Linked DNA regions of Sus scrofa: region 2 is linked to region 1. Evidence: chromatin contacts called from public HiChIP or PLAC-seq data. All regions are on one chromosome and are shown on one strand. Each heading gives the region's core, a stretch centred on a gene start, on an enhancer-like site or on the middle of the called end of the contact. The rest is flanking DNA. Distances are from core to core; before and after follow the strand shown.

Evidence for each region. HiChIP or PLAC-seq counts read pairs in DNA pulled down with a chosen protein or histone mark.
Region 2: a contact with region 1 is called in an H3K27ac HiChIP or PLAC-seq map of alveolar macrophages. The contact joins the promoter of IFI6 here to the promoter of MAP3K6 in region 1. A contact is called at or near these places in 2 of 5 promoter capture datasets (fetal skeletal muscle and liver), 1 of 47 Hi-C or Micro-C datasets (embryonic fibroblasts) and 1 of 2 datasets of contacts at active chromatin or transcription factors (alveolar macrophages).

What each region holds. Positions count from the first base shown.
Region 1 is chr6:84,582,487-84,588,192 of Sscrofa11.1, reverse strand. It overlaps MAP3K6 (mitogen-activated protein kinase kinase kinase 6), which reads left to right and starts at 2,765. Exons shown (of 29, transcript XM_013988796.2): 1 at 2,765-3,522; 2 at 4,857-4,996; 3 at 5,084-5,107; 4 at 5,384-5,574; 5 at 5,691-5,706. The coding sequence starts at 2,943.
Region 2 is chr6:84,854,821-84,860,526 of Sscrofa11.1, reverse strand. It overlaps IFI6 (interferon alpha-inducible protein 6), which reads left to right and starts at 2,455. Exons shown (of 5, transcript XM_021095660.1): 1 at 2,455-2,609; 2 at 4,610-4,710; 3 at 5,081-5,155; 4 at 5,236-5,385. The coding sequence starts at 4,641.

The sequences.
Region 1 (5,706 bases), core at 1,516-4,015:
AGCCTTGTGATGCAGGTTCAATCCCCAGCCCAGCACAGTGGGTTAAGGATCCGGCATTGCTGCAGCTGTGTCTTAGATTGAAACTAAGGCTCGGATCTAATCCTGGCCTGGGAACTCCATATGCCATGGGGCAGCCTAAAAAGAATATAAATAAGTAAATAAAGAAAGAAACAACCAAATAAATAAAACCAGCTCTGGGAGTTCGTGCTGTGGCATATCGGGTTAAGGGTCTGGCGTTGTCTCTGAGGCGGCACAGGGTCCAATCCCCAGCCTGGTACAGTGGGTAAAGGATCTGGTGTTGCTGCAGCTGAGGCATAGGTCACAGCTGTGGCTCAGATTTGATTCCCTGGCCCAGGAACTTCCAAATGCTGTGGGTGCAGTGGGGAAAAATTTTTTTAAATAAAAAATAAATAAAATAAATTCAGCTCTGTTATTTACTATGTGACCCTTCCAAGTCAGAGCCTCAGTTTCCTCCCCAGTAAAATGGACAAGGAGGCAGGAAGGGAGGGTGTGGGAGCCATCTGAGGCTTTGTTGAGTGTTGGCATTATTTACTTTGGAAGAGGAACCAGGGAAATCTTTTTTTGGAGAAACACCAACAGTTGAGGAGAAACTGGAGAGGGAAGTGGTTATGAGGAGGTGGTTCAGGGGAGCCCCCTTTCTTGCCTGGCATCAGAGCTGTCCCTCACAGCACTCCCTGGCACAGTTGCCCAGGATGCTGATGGGAGCTGAGAGGAGACCAAGGAGTAAGAGAAGAGTTGGGGATTCTGGGAGGGCAGAAGGCAGTGCGAGGAGCCAGTGGCCTGGAGCCACCGTCCTGAGTTCAAGTCCCTGTGACAAGCTGGGTGCCCTTGGGCAAATACCCTGGCTCCTGGCACTGCTGTTTTCTCACGGGGCCTGAAAACATCCATCTCACAGTTTCTCTGAGGCTCCTGTGAGACCATCTCTTCAAGGGTGTGAGGCAGGAATGACTGTTGTGGAGCAACGGAATCAGTGGCATCTCTGCAGCCTCAGGACACAGGTTCAGTTTCGGCTCTGGCACAGTGGGTTAAAGGATCCAGCATTGCTGCAGCTATGGCATAGTTTGCAGCTGTGGCTCAGACCTGATTCCTGGTCTGGGAACTCCACAAGCCAGGGTGCCAGGCATGGTGCTGACACCCAGGTATGTCCCATTCCTGCCAGGGAACTCTCTGTGCTTCCACAGCTGGAAGCCTTTTACCACCTATGATACGGACCATGATGCCAGTGGGGGCAACTCTGCGGTGACTGTCCTCAGTGCCAGGTGGACACCAGCTACAGATCCTGCTACCAGTCCAATCTCAACAGGTGCTACTCAGTGTCCGAAGCCACCACCCATAACTATGGCTTCAACTCGGCTTCAGCATGGCCACCCACACGATGCTTCGCTAGGGCACCCGAGCAACCAGCACCCTTATCTCTCCTGTACAGCTTCCAGACCCTCGGCTACTTCTCCCCATCGCTAACCACCTCTGCTCTTCTGTCCATGTTTAAAAAATAAATCATTTTAACCCTTTCTTGGCTTGCAGGCCTCTTCCAATTACTGAGAAGAACTTGACAGGGCAGGGGAGGGACACAGGTGTGAGTTCCATTCAAGGAAAGATCTTCTAGTCAGATAGATGGCCTCAAACGGTAATGAGGCTTCTGTCTCTAGAGGTATGCAAGCCGAGGCCAGAGAAACATTTAGTGGCGCACTTGGAAGGATTCAAGCATTCACTGACACTTCTCTTTGGCCCTACAAGTAGACAGTTTTGTGGTGGGAATCAGACAGCTATCTCACCCTCTCTGTTGTCCCCTGCCTGTCCCTTCTAAGTTGTCTGTTTCCACGCTCTGTTGTAAGTCGAGTTCTCATCTTCCACAACTTCTTGCCTGTCTCATTAGGGGCTAGTTTGAACTCAGGCAGGTACATTTTTCTTCCATGGGGCAACATGGCAGTGAAATAGCAGTTACTGAACTAACATTTATTGAGCAGTTAGTTAATTCGCTAGAGTCACATTCTAGAAAGTGGCAGAGCAATAAGTAGTTAAGAGTCTGATCTCTGCAGGCTGATAGGTATTTCTGGGCTCTGTCATGTCATCCTGCTCTGTCATGTAGCTGAGTGATCTTGGACAAGTTACTCAACCTCTCTAAGTCCCCAGTTCCTGATTTCAGAGTCCACAGAGGTTTACACCAGGCTGCTGGCACACTAATTCACACTAGAAGGTTAGGGATTCTTGGAGATTGGAGCTGGGAAGCTATTGCAGCCCAAGGGCTGGAATATCTGGGGTTCTCCTTCAGGGAGGTAGAGAAACATCTGCATAAGGACTCTTAGGTCCCATGGTCACGTGTGGGGTGGAGGTCAAAGGTCAGCAGAGCTCCATAACAGATTGAATTCTTGGGAAAGCAGCCCCCTGGCAAAAGGGCAAAGGACAGGGCTCACATACCATGCTCCTGGCAGCCCAAGGAGCTGGCTTCCCCCAGCCCAGACCCTCCCAGCCTGCACAGCAGGACCTGGAGGACCGACACTCTTCAGGCATTCTCTGCTGTGGTCTACACATCCAGATGTCTCTGGAGATGGATTCTGTCAACAGACCCTTGCAGAGCAGGGCCTGCAATTCTCACTTCTGTCTCAGCGCTGGCCTGGGCACACATCTTATGAGCGCCTGCTGCGAGCAGTCCGCAGTGGTTGGCGTGCACAGGGGCACAGGCTGTTCCGGAAGCGGCCTGTCTCAGAGGTTCTGGCGGGAGAGGAGGGAGAGAAGAGTCCCGGGCCGCTAGGGAGCGGTGCTGCCCCAAGGCCGAGGGTGGAGCTTTCCTGGTAGGCCGGGAAAGGGCTGGGCCCGGCCTACAGGAGAGCGACGGTCGGAGCTCTCCTGTGGAATCCGCGTGGTGGGCACTGCCAGACCCATTCCGGGATCTCCCACGTGACTCAGAAGCGGATCACCAGATGCCCAAGATTCCCGGGACCCAATCCCCGACTCCAGATCCTCAGGATCTTGCAAGTCGGAGCCCGGATTTCGCCCTGGACACCAGATTCCCAAATAGGGGACCTTTAGCAGGACTCCGGATATCCAGATCTTCAGATCCCGAAGGAGATTCCCGATCCCAACCAGATTCCCGATCCCTGGCTCCTGTCTCGCCCCGGGTGCCCAAAACCGGGCGCCCGACGACCGAGCGCCCCCGCATGGCGGGGCCGTGCTCGCGGTCCGGAACCCTGGAGTGCGCCGGCAGCTGCTGGCAGGACCCGCTGGCCGAGGCGCTGAGCCGGGGCCGGCCGCTCGCGGCGTCTCACGGCCGGGGCTGCACGCGAAGCCGGCCCCTCAGCGTGGTGTACGTGCTGACCCGGGAGCAGCAGACCCGGGTGGAGCCCGAGGCGGGAGACGAGGCTGAGCCGCTACCCCTGCGCTGCCTGCGGGAGGCCTGCGCGCAGCTCCCTGGACCGCGGCCGCGGCCTCAGTTGCGCAGCCTGCCTTTTGGGACCCTGGCTCTGGGAGACACTACAGCACTGGATTCTTTTTACAATGCTGGTGAGCGCGCTTGGGGGCGGGGCCTGGGAGCTGGGAGGAGCCGAAGGGGGCGTGGCTCGGAGACTCCCGGGAGACCCCAAGGTCGGTGAGGGGGTGCTCGAGACCTAAAGTGAGCTAAAACTGAGGGGCTTGAGGCGGGGCCGTGATAAAAATGGGAATTTAGGGGATCTGGAGCGCAGCAGGGCTCAGGTTGGGATTTAGCCGATCCAGGCCTGGTTCGGGCTTCAGGGTTGGAGATTAAGCGCTCGGGAGTCGGCATCATGCCTGGGGAGCGGGGCTAGAATTGAGGAGAGGCTGGGAGCGGGGCAGGGTGTGGTATCTCAGGAGTGAGGTTGGAGAACTCAGCCTCAGGATGATCTCGCACGGAGCTCATGAGGGAGGCTCTCATGAGGGAGGCTCCCAGGAGGTGTAACTTGGACTAGGAAAGGGGTTGTACACGTGCGGTTGAAGTTCAGGGTCTTAGCACACCGCTTCCGAAGATCCGGCTGAAGAGGCAGAAAGAGAAGCGAAGGAACCCAACTACACTGGATTCTCCACGAGGGAGCTTAGGTTATGAGGTCCAAGCAGTTATGAGAGAATGGAGCTGGGGCGGGGCTGGAGGCGGAGCAGGGTTGTCCGGGGGCGGAGTCAGAAGGCGGCTATTCCCGCGCGGGTCACCCCGCCCTCCCCAGCCCCGAAGCCCCACCCCCGAAACTTATTTGTTCATCCAAGAGTCCAGGAACCTTACTTGCAGGATGTCCGTTAAATCTCAGCTTAAAAATGAAGGCTAGCTCGACCTCGGGACACAAAGACACACACACAGGGTCATAGGCTCACAGATCGTATATATGTTGATTTACATAGGCTGTGGCACACAGAGATAATAGAAACAGCAAGCTACACACACGCACACACAGAGAAACACAGTGCTGTACACACACACACCACGTGTTTATACACATGCATATACACACAGCACACTGCTGGTGGTAGCCACTTTCAAGAGATTGAGTGGATGACCCAGGGAAGGGGACTTCTCTCTTGGCACAACTCCTGCCTCTCCAGTGGCCTGGGACAGTCTCCAGGCTGCTGCACAGCCTCCCCTCCTCTGTGCCCAGTGCCCATAGGCTCTGAGGTGGGATGTGAATTGCAGCACGGTGAGCTCCACGGCTCTCCTTCCCTACTAGAGATATCATTTCTGTCTGAACCTGAGGAACCCTGAGGCCCAGAGCAAAACTGGACTCTGCTGGAGTCACATGGGCGGGCAGGACAAGCCAGGATGGATGCCCAGGCTCCTTCCCCACAAGCTGGGCTGCGGGCTTCAGGGCTCAGGGCGCCCACCGTTGTGCCTGCAGATGTGGTGGTGCTGGAGGTGAGCAGCTCCCTGGGGCAGCCGTCCCTGTTCTACCACCTGGGTGTGCGGGAGAGCTTCAGCATGACCAACAACGTGCTCCTCTGCTCTCAGGCTGACCTCCCTGACCTGCAGGCCCTCAGGGTAGGTGGCCAGGGGGCCAGTGGGGGCAGGCGCCAGGCTGGGGTGGCCCTACCAAAACACCAGTATCTGAATGTCTGTCCCCTGCAGGAGGACATTTTCCAGAAGAACTCGGTGAGCAGAACCCACCTCTCAATCCAAAGTGCCCTTTGACCTCCATGGTGACCTCTGACAGCCACTATCTTTCCTGGCCTCTTCATTCACCTCTGACCTCCATAATGTCCCCTGATATCCATGTGATCCTTCGTTCCCTATTGTCTCCCTTCATAAAGTGTGTCCCTTCCCTGCTGTTCCAGTCCCCACTGGTGCTGGCCTTTGACCCCCTCACTGCCCCTCTCTAATCTGGTACTGACCTCTGACCTCCACTGACTCCTGCCTCCCTTCCACCAGGATTGCATTGGCAGCTACACCCTGATACCCTATGTGGTGACAGCCACCGGTCGGGTGCTGTGTGGTGATGTAGGCCTCTTGAGGGGCCTGGCTGACGGGCTAGTCCAGGCCGGGGTGGGCACTGAGGCCCTGCTCACACCCCTGGTGGGCCGGCTTGCCCGCCTGCTGGAGGCCACGCCCACGGACTCTTGGTAATGGGGGCCCACAGCAGGTGCACCAGGAGGAGGCTGGTGAGGGTACAGTGGGCTGGGGCTGAGGGACAGGCCCTGCCATTCTCTCTCCCTCCCTCCCCTGCCCTGGACATTAGTGGTTATTTCCGGGAG
Region 2 (5,706 bases), core at 1,206-3,705, 270 kb before region 1:
GGCATGAGTAAATCAAATGAACAAGCAGCTCAGACTCCTATGGCAACTAACTCTGTTGATCTGACCCTCCTCCTTTAACCTAGACCTATGGCCTCATGGAGGGTTCCCTAAAACCAACTGATGGAGGAGGAAGGGAGCAGAACCCATTTTACAGGTAGATATGTATAGGCACCAGCTGGAAGTGGACCACTCTATTGCAACCTCTGGCAGGGGTAGCCCGGATGGACAGTGGTCAATCCTCCTTGGGGGCAAAACCCTGAGCAATATACTTTGTCATTCCCTTTGTGTGGAGGAAGAGATAGTCTGAAGCACAGATGTATACTAATTCCTAATAAATGACAAATGGGGAGTTCCCGTCTTGGCTCAGCAGAAATGAATCTGACTAGTATCCATGAAGATGAAGGTTCAATCCCTGGCCTCATACAGTGGGTTAAGGATCTGGTGTTGCCATGAGCTGTGGTATAGTTCGCATACATGACTCTGATCTGGCATTGCTATGGCTGTGGCATAGGCCAAAAGCTACAGCTCTGATTTGACCCCTAGCCTGCGAACTTCCATATGCCGTGGGTGCGGCCCTAAAAAGACAATCAATCAACCAATCAATGGCAAATGGCTGGACTAGTTGGTCAAAGGCATGGAACAGAGAAGTGGAACTTGGGGAGTTCCCGTCGTGGCTCAGAGGTTAACGAATCTGACTGGTATCCATGAGGATGAGAGTTCGATCCCTGGCTCCGAGCAGCGGGTTAAGGATCCAGCATTGCTATCATCTGTGGTGTATGTCACAGATAAGGTTTAGATCTGGCTTTGCTGTGGCTGTGGTGTAGGCTGGCAGCGAAAGGTCTGATTCAACTCCTAGCCTGGAAACATCCGTATGCTATGGGTTTGGCCCTGAAAAGACAAAAAAAAAAAAGAAAAGAAAAGTAAAGTGGAACATTGGAGATAAGCAGATCTGTGTAAGTGGCATATAGATGGATTAACAGGAGTTAGTGAAAAGTATGCAGATCTTTGTGTCTCACATTTTTGCTCACCATTGACCTCCTACTGCAGATGAGGCTCTCCAGCCAGATGGTCAGATATCCCATCCTGTGGATGTCAGCCCGCCTGTAAACTTAGTTACCCTGCTACTTTGCAAAAGACTCATAAAAGGGTGGCCATGGTGGCAAGGATGGAGGCTATGAATGGACCCAACAACTTGGCATCCCTTTCACCAAGGCTGATCTAACAATGGCCAACAAATAGCCCACCAGCCAGCAGCAGGCAGCAGCATAGCAACATTGGTCAGAGAGAGCAGCCAGCACTGTGGTGGCAGGTCAGTTACATCAGTCCCCTTCCACTTTGGAGAAAGCAATGATTCATTTTCCTGGAATTGTTATGTACTCCAAATATGGATTGTACTTCTAGTTCTGCAAGCAATAATATCTGAAAGTTTAAAGAATACTCAATCTGGAGATCCTGTTGTGGCTCAGCGGGTTAAGGACCTGACATTGTGTTCCTGAAGATTCGGGTTCGATCCCTGGCCTGGCTCAGCGGGTTAAGGATCTGGCATTGCTGCAAGCAACAGTCACAGATACTGCTCAGATCCAGTGTTGCTGTGGCTGTGGTGTAGGCTGGCAGCTACAGCTCTGATTCCACCCCTAGCCTGGGAACTTCCATATGCCTTGGGTGTGGCTCTAAAAAGAAAAAAGAGAGAGAGAAAGGAAGAAAGAAAGAAAGAAAGCGCAATCCATTACCCAGGGCTAGAAGACCCATTTTAATGGCAAATTAAATGTGTGGCAATGGCCTCTGAACGTGGGCGTCACCGGTCTTACCATATACCCATCACCCAGAAGCAGCCAGCCTGAGAGAACAATGGAATGGAGTGATTTCATTTCCACAAGCTTTAATCTCCTCTGCAAAATAGGTCTGTACACAAATGACGGTAGTCACAAGACTTGTGGGATTGGATCTCTTTCCAGGCCCTTGTATGCAGCAAGTGCTCAATAAATGCAGGCATGATTATTACTTTGTTTTTTCAGGGACGCACCCATGGAATATGGAAGTTCTCAGGCTAGGAGTTGGATTGGAGCTGCAGCTGTTGGCCTACACCATAGCTCATGGCAACGCTGGCTACTTAACCCACTTAGCGAGGCCAGGGATCAAACCTGCAACCTCATGGTTCCTAGTCGCATTTGTTTCCACTGAGACACAATGGAAACTCTTGTGGGCATTATTATTAATTGACTCGAATTGTGAAAGACCTTGTGCCCCAAGAGGTGCTGGTGGTCTGGCTTCACTAAGCCCTGCAGGGCTGTGGACCCCACCCTAATGTGACCTGCTTTGAATACTCTTAGCTGTTTGGAAAGTCACTGGCTTGAATTATACTGTCTGGCCACTAAGCAGCTCAGCAGAGATATTGTCACTGAGCAGAGCTGTAGGGAGGAGACAAGACACTGTAGAACCCTGGAAATGGAAACTGAAACTGGAAACTTGACAGCAATTGGCCACTTGGGGAGGAGAGTTACAGCAGTGGGAAGGATTATAAAAATCCAGCCTGAGAGCCGTTATCTCACTGCTACTGCCATCTATCAGCAGGCTCCAGGCAAGAAGATTTCTTTTCTGCTCTCTTCAAGGTAAACCCAGAAGCTATAAGGTGTGGGTGTCAGGCTGCCTGCCTGTGAGCCTCAGGCCATGAGGGCCAGGATGCCCATTCCTCAGGGAGGCTACACCATTGAGTCCCCTTTAGTGTCCTGGACTAAGACTGGTCTGAGGGCATGGGTTGGTGGGCTTTTAGGGGTTGGGATGCTAAGCTGCAGGAGCTATGAGACTTCGCTTATAGGTGCCATGTCAACAGTATATGGCCTTAATCCTGTCCCTTTGACTCCTCATCTGTGAAATAAGGATCAAGCTACTTTACCTGCCCAAGGGACTGGATGATCTCTGAAAGCCCTTTATCCTAGGATCTACTGTGACAGTGAGTTTATCTTTGAGGATAGATGACAGGATCTGAAGTAAACCTCCAAAGTGTGGGTCTGGGCATCAGTCAATTATGGCTTTAAATCCTGATTCTGCTACAGCTGGGCAGGCCTGGGAGTGTTACTTTTCTGAGTTTGAGTTTCCTTATGTATAATACGTGGTTGAGAATAACGGCACCCGAGTTCCCGCCGTGGCACAATGGTTAACGAATCCTACTAGGAACCATGAGGTTGCAGGTTTGATCCCTGGCCTTGCTCAGTGGGTTAGGGATCCAGCATTGCCGTGAGCTGTGGTGTAGGTTGCAGACGCGGCTCCGATCCCAAGTTGCTGTGGCTCTGGCGTAGGCTGGCGGCTACAGCTCTGATTCGACCCCTAGCCTGGAACCTCCATATACCGTGGGAGCGGCCCAAGAAAATGGCAAAAGACAAAAAAAAAAAAAAAAAAGAATAACGGCACCTACTTCATGGGGTTGTTATGGGTATACATAACTTTGTGCCAGAAAGTGCTAAGTAAGTACTCAACATAGGGGAAATTGTTGGGGGTTTTGTTGTTGTTTGTTTTTAATTCAAGGAAAAAGCATTAAGCAGACAAAGATCACATTAGAGTTGGGGGGGATATGTGTTCTCCTATTTTGTAGTGTCATGGAAATAGCATAGGTTTTGGATTCTGACAGACCTGAGATGTGTCTAGGCTGCACAATTTGCTCTGTGACCTTGGGCTAGCTCCTTTACCCTCCTTTCTTTCTGAAAAACGAATATGAGATCAGTGTTTGGTGCCTGTAAATATTCAATGCATTGTAAGAATAAGTCTATCAGGAGTTCCCTGGTGATTCAGTGGGTTAAGGATCTGGCATTGCCACTGCTGTGGTTTGAGTCACTTCTGTGGTGCAGGTTGGACCCCTGGCCCAGGAACTTCCAAACTTCCACAGGCCGAGAATGCGGGGCGGGGGGCGGGGGGGGGGAGAAGTGTAGCAACAACCATTGTGTAGAAAATTCTGTGTGACAGGCACTGTTCTAAATGCTAGGGATACAGTGGTGAACAGTTTCAAAACTCACAGCCACCCAGCCAGAAATAGGTTCTATTAATACTCCCACCTTAGGGATAGGGAAACTGAGGCTCCAGGAAGTCCCAGGTATCCTGCTCAAGGCCAGACAAAGCCAATAACAGAAGCCACACTAATAACACTAGCTGACTCTGGTGAGTGCACACAACGTGCCAGGGACTGTGCCAGAAGAGGATTCAGCTCCTTCCGGTGTGGCAGGAACTGCTCCCTTTTTTTTTTTTTTTTTTTTTTTTTTGTCTTTTTTTTGCCTTTTCTAGGGCCGCTCCCTCGGCATCCGGAGGTTCTCACTACGCCAGAGCCACTGCGACGCGGGATCCAAGCCGCGTCTGCAACCTACACCACAGCTCACGGCAACAACGCCGGATCGTTAACCCACTGAGCAAGGGCAGGGACCGAACTCTCAACCTCATGGTTCCTAGTCGGATTCGTTAACCACTGCGCCACGACGGGAACTCCGCCACGCCTCCTTAAAGGGGTCCTGGGCTCAGTCCAGAGCATCTCACTGCTCTTTATGAACTCACTGCCAAAACGAAACGCAATACAATCCAGAGGGCGTGCCAGCAAAACGGCTCTGGGAACCAGGTCTCCTTCCAGGTCCGGTGATAAAGCCTTGCGTGGCGCCACCATGCGGCAGAAGGCGGTATCGCTCTTCTTGTGCTACCTACTACTCTACACCTGCGGTGGAGAGGAGACAGGTAAGGATCTTGGGGCACCTGAGCACTGTGGGATAAAGGAGTGAAGAGTCTCAGAATTCCTGAGGAGAGTTTCAAGATACCTGATTTAGAGATCCAGGCGTGCCACTGAACTAGAGGAGCTACTCCAATGGACAGCACGGGGTTGCGGTAGCCAGAGTCCCAGATTCGAATCCCTGCTTGTCAATTCCTCCATTCTCGGAAAACTGCTCATGCCAGTTCTGTGCCAGACACCGCCCCTTGGGAAAAGTCTCTTCCCTTCATGAAAGTTCTCCGTAATGGAATGGTGGCCCCACCGCTGGGGGTGGCTTGAGCATCAGGCACAGAGTAGGGGACTCTGCTCCCCACTCGGCTTTGTCCACTCTCTTTCCAGACAAAAGAAGACGCTCTGAGGACAACAGCAGCTCCGGGCTCTGGGGCACGCTGGCCTACATGGCCGTCGGAGGAGGTGGGTCTGGAGGGCGGGGAGCCCGGGGAGGGGGGCGGGCCCTGCGGCACAGTGTCCCTCACCCTCTCCTCTTCCTCCAGGGCTCATGGCCATGGCGCTGCCCGCTCTGGGCTTCACAACCGCCGGCATCGCCGCCAACTCTGTGGCTGCCTCGCTGATGAGCTGGTCGGCCGTGGCGAACGGGGGCGGAGTGCCCGCCGGGGGGCTGGTGGCCACGCTGCAGAGCCTGGGTGAGTGCAGGCGGAACCAGGGGCGTAGACACCAAGGCCAGGTGGCTCTCTTTACTGTTCTGAACCCTTTTCACAGGCTAACTCAGCTCTCCGAAGTGGGGATTCTTTCTTTTTTATTTTAATTTTATACTGGAGTATAGCTGATTACAATGTGTTAGTTTCAGGTGTACCGCAAAGTGATCCAGTTAATACATACATCTATTCTTTTTCAGATTCTTTTCCCTAGAGGTAGGGATTTTTTTTTTTCTCCACACCCAATCCCAGCCACAGCAGTGACGACTGCTGCTGATCCTTAACCCTGCGAGGCCACCAGGGAACTCC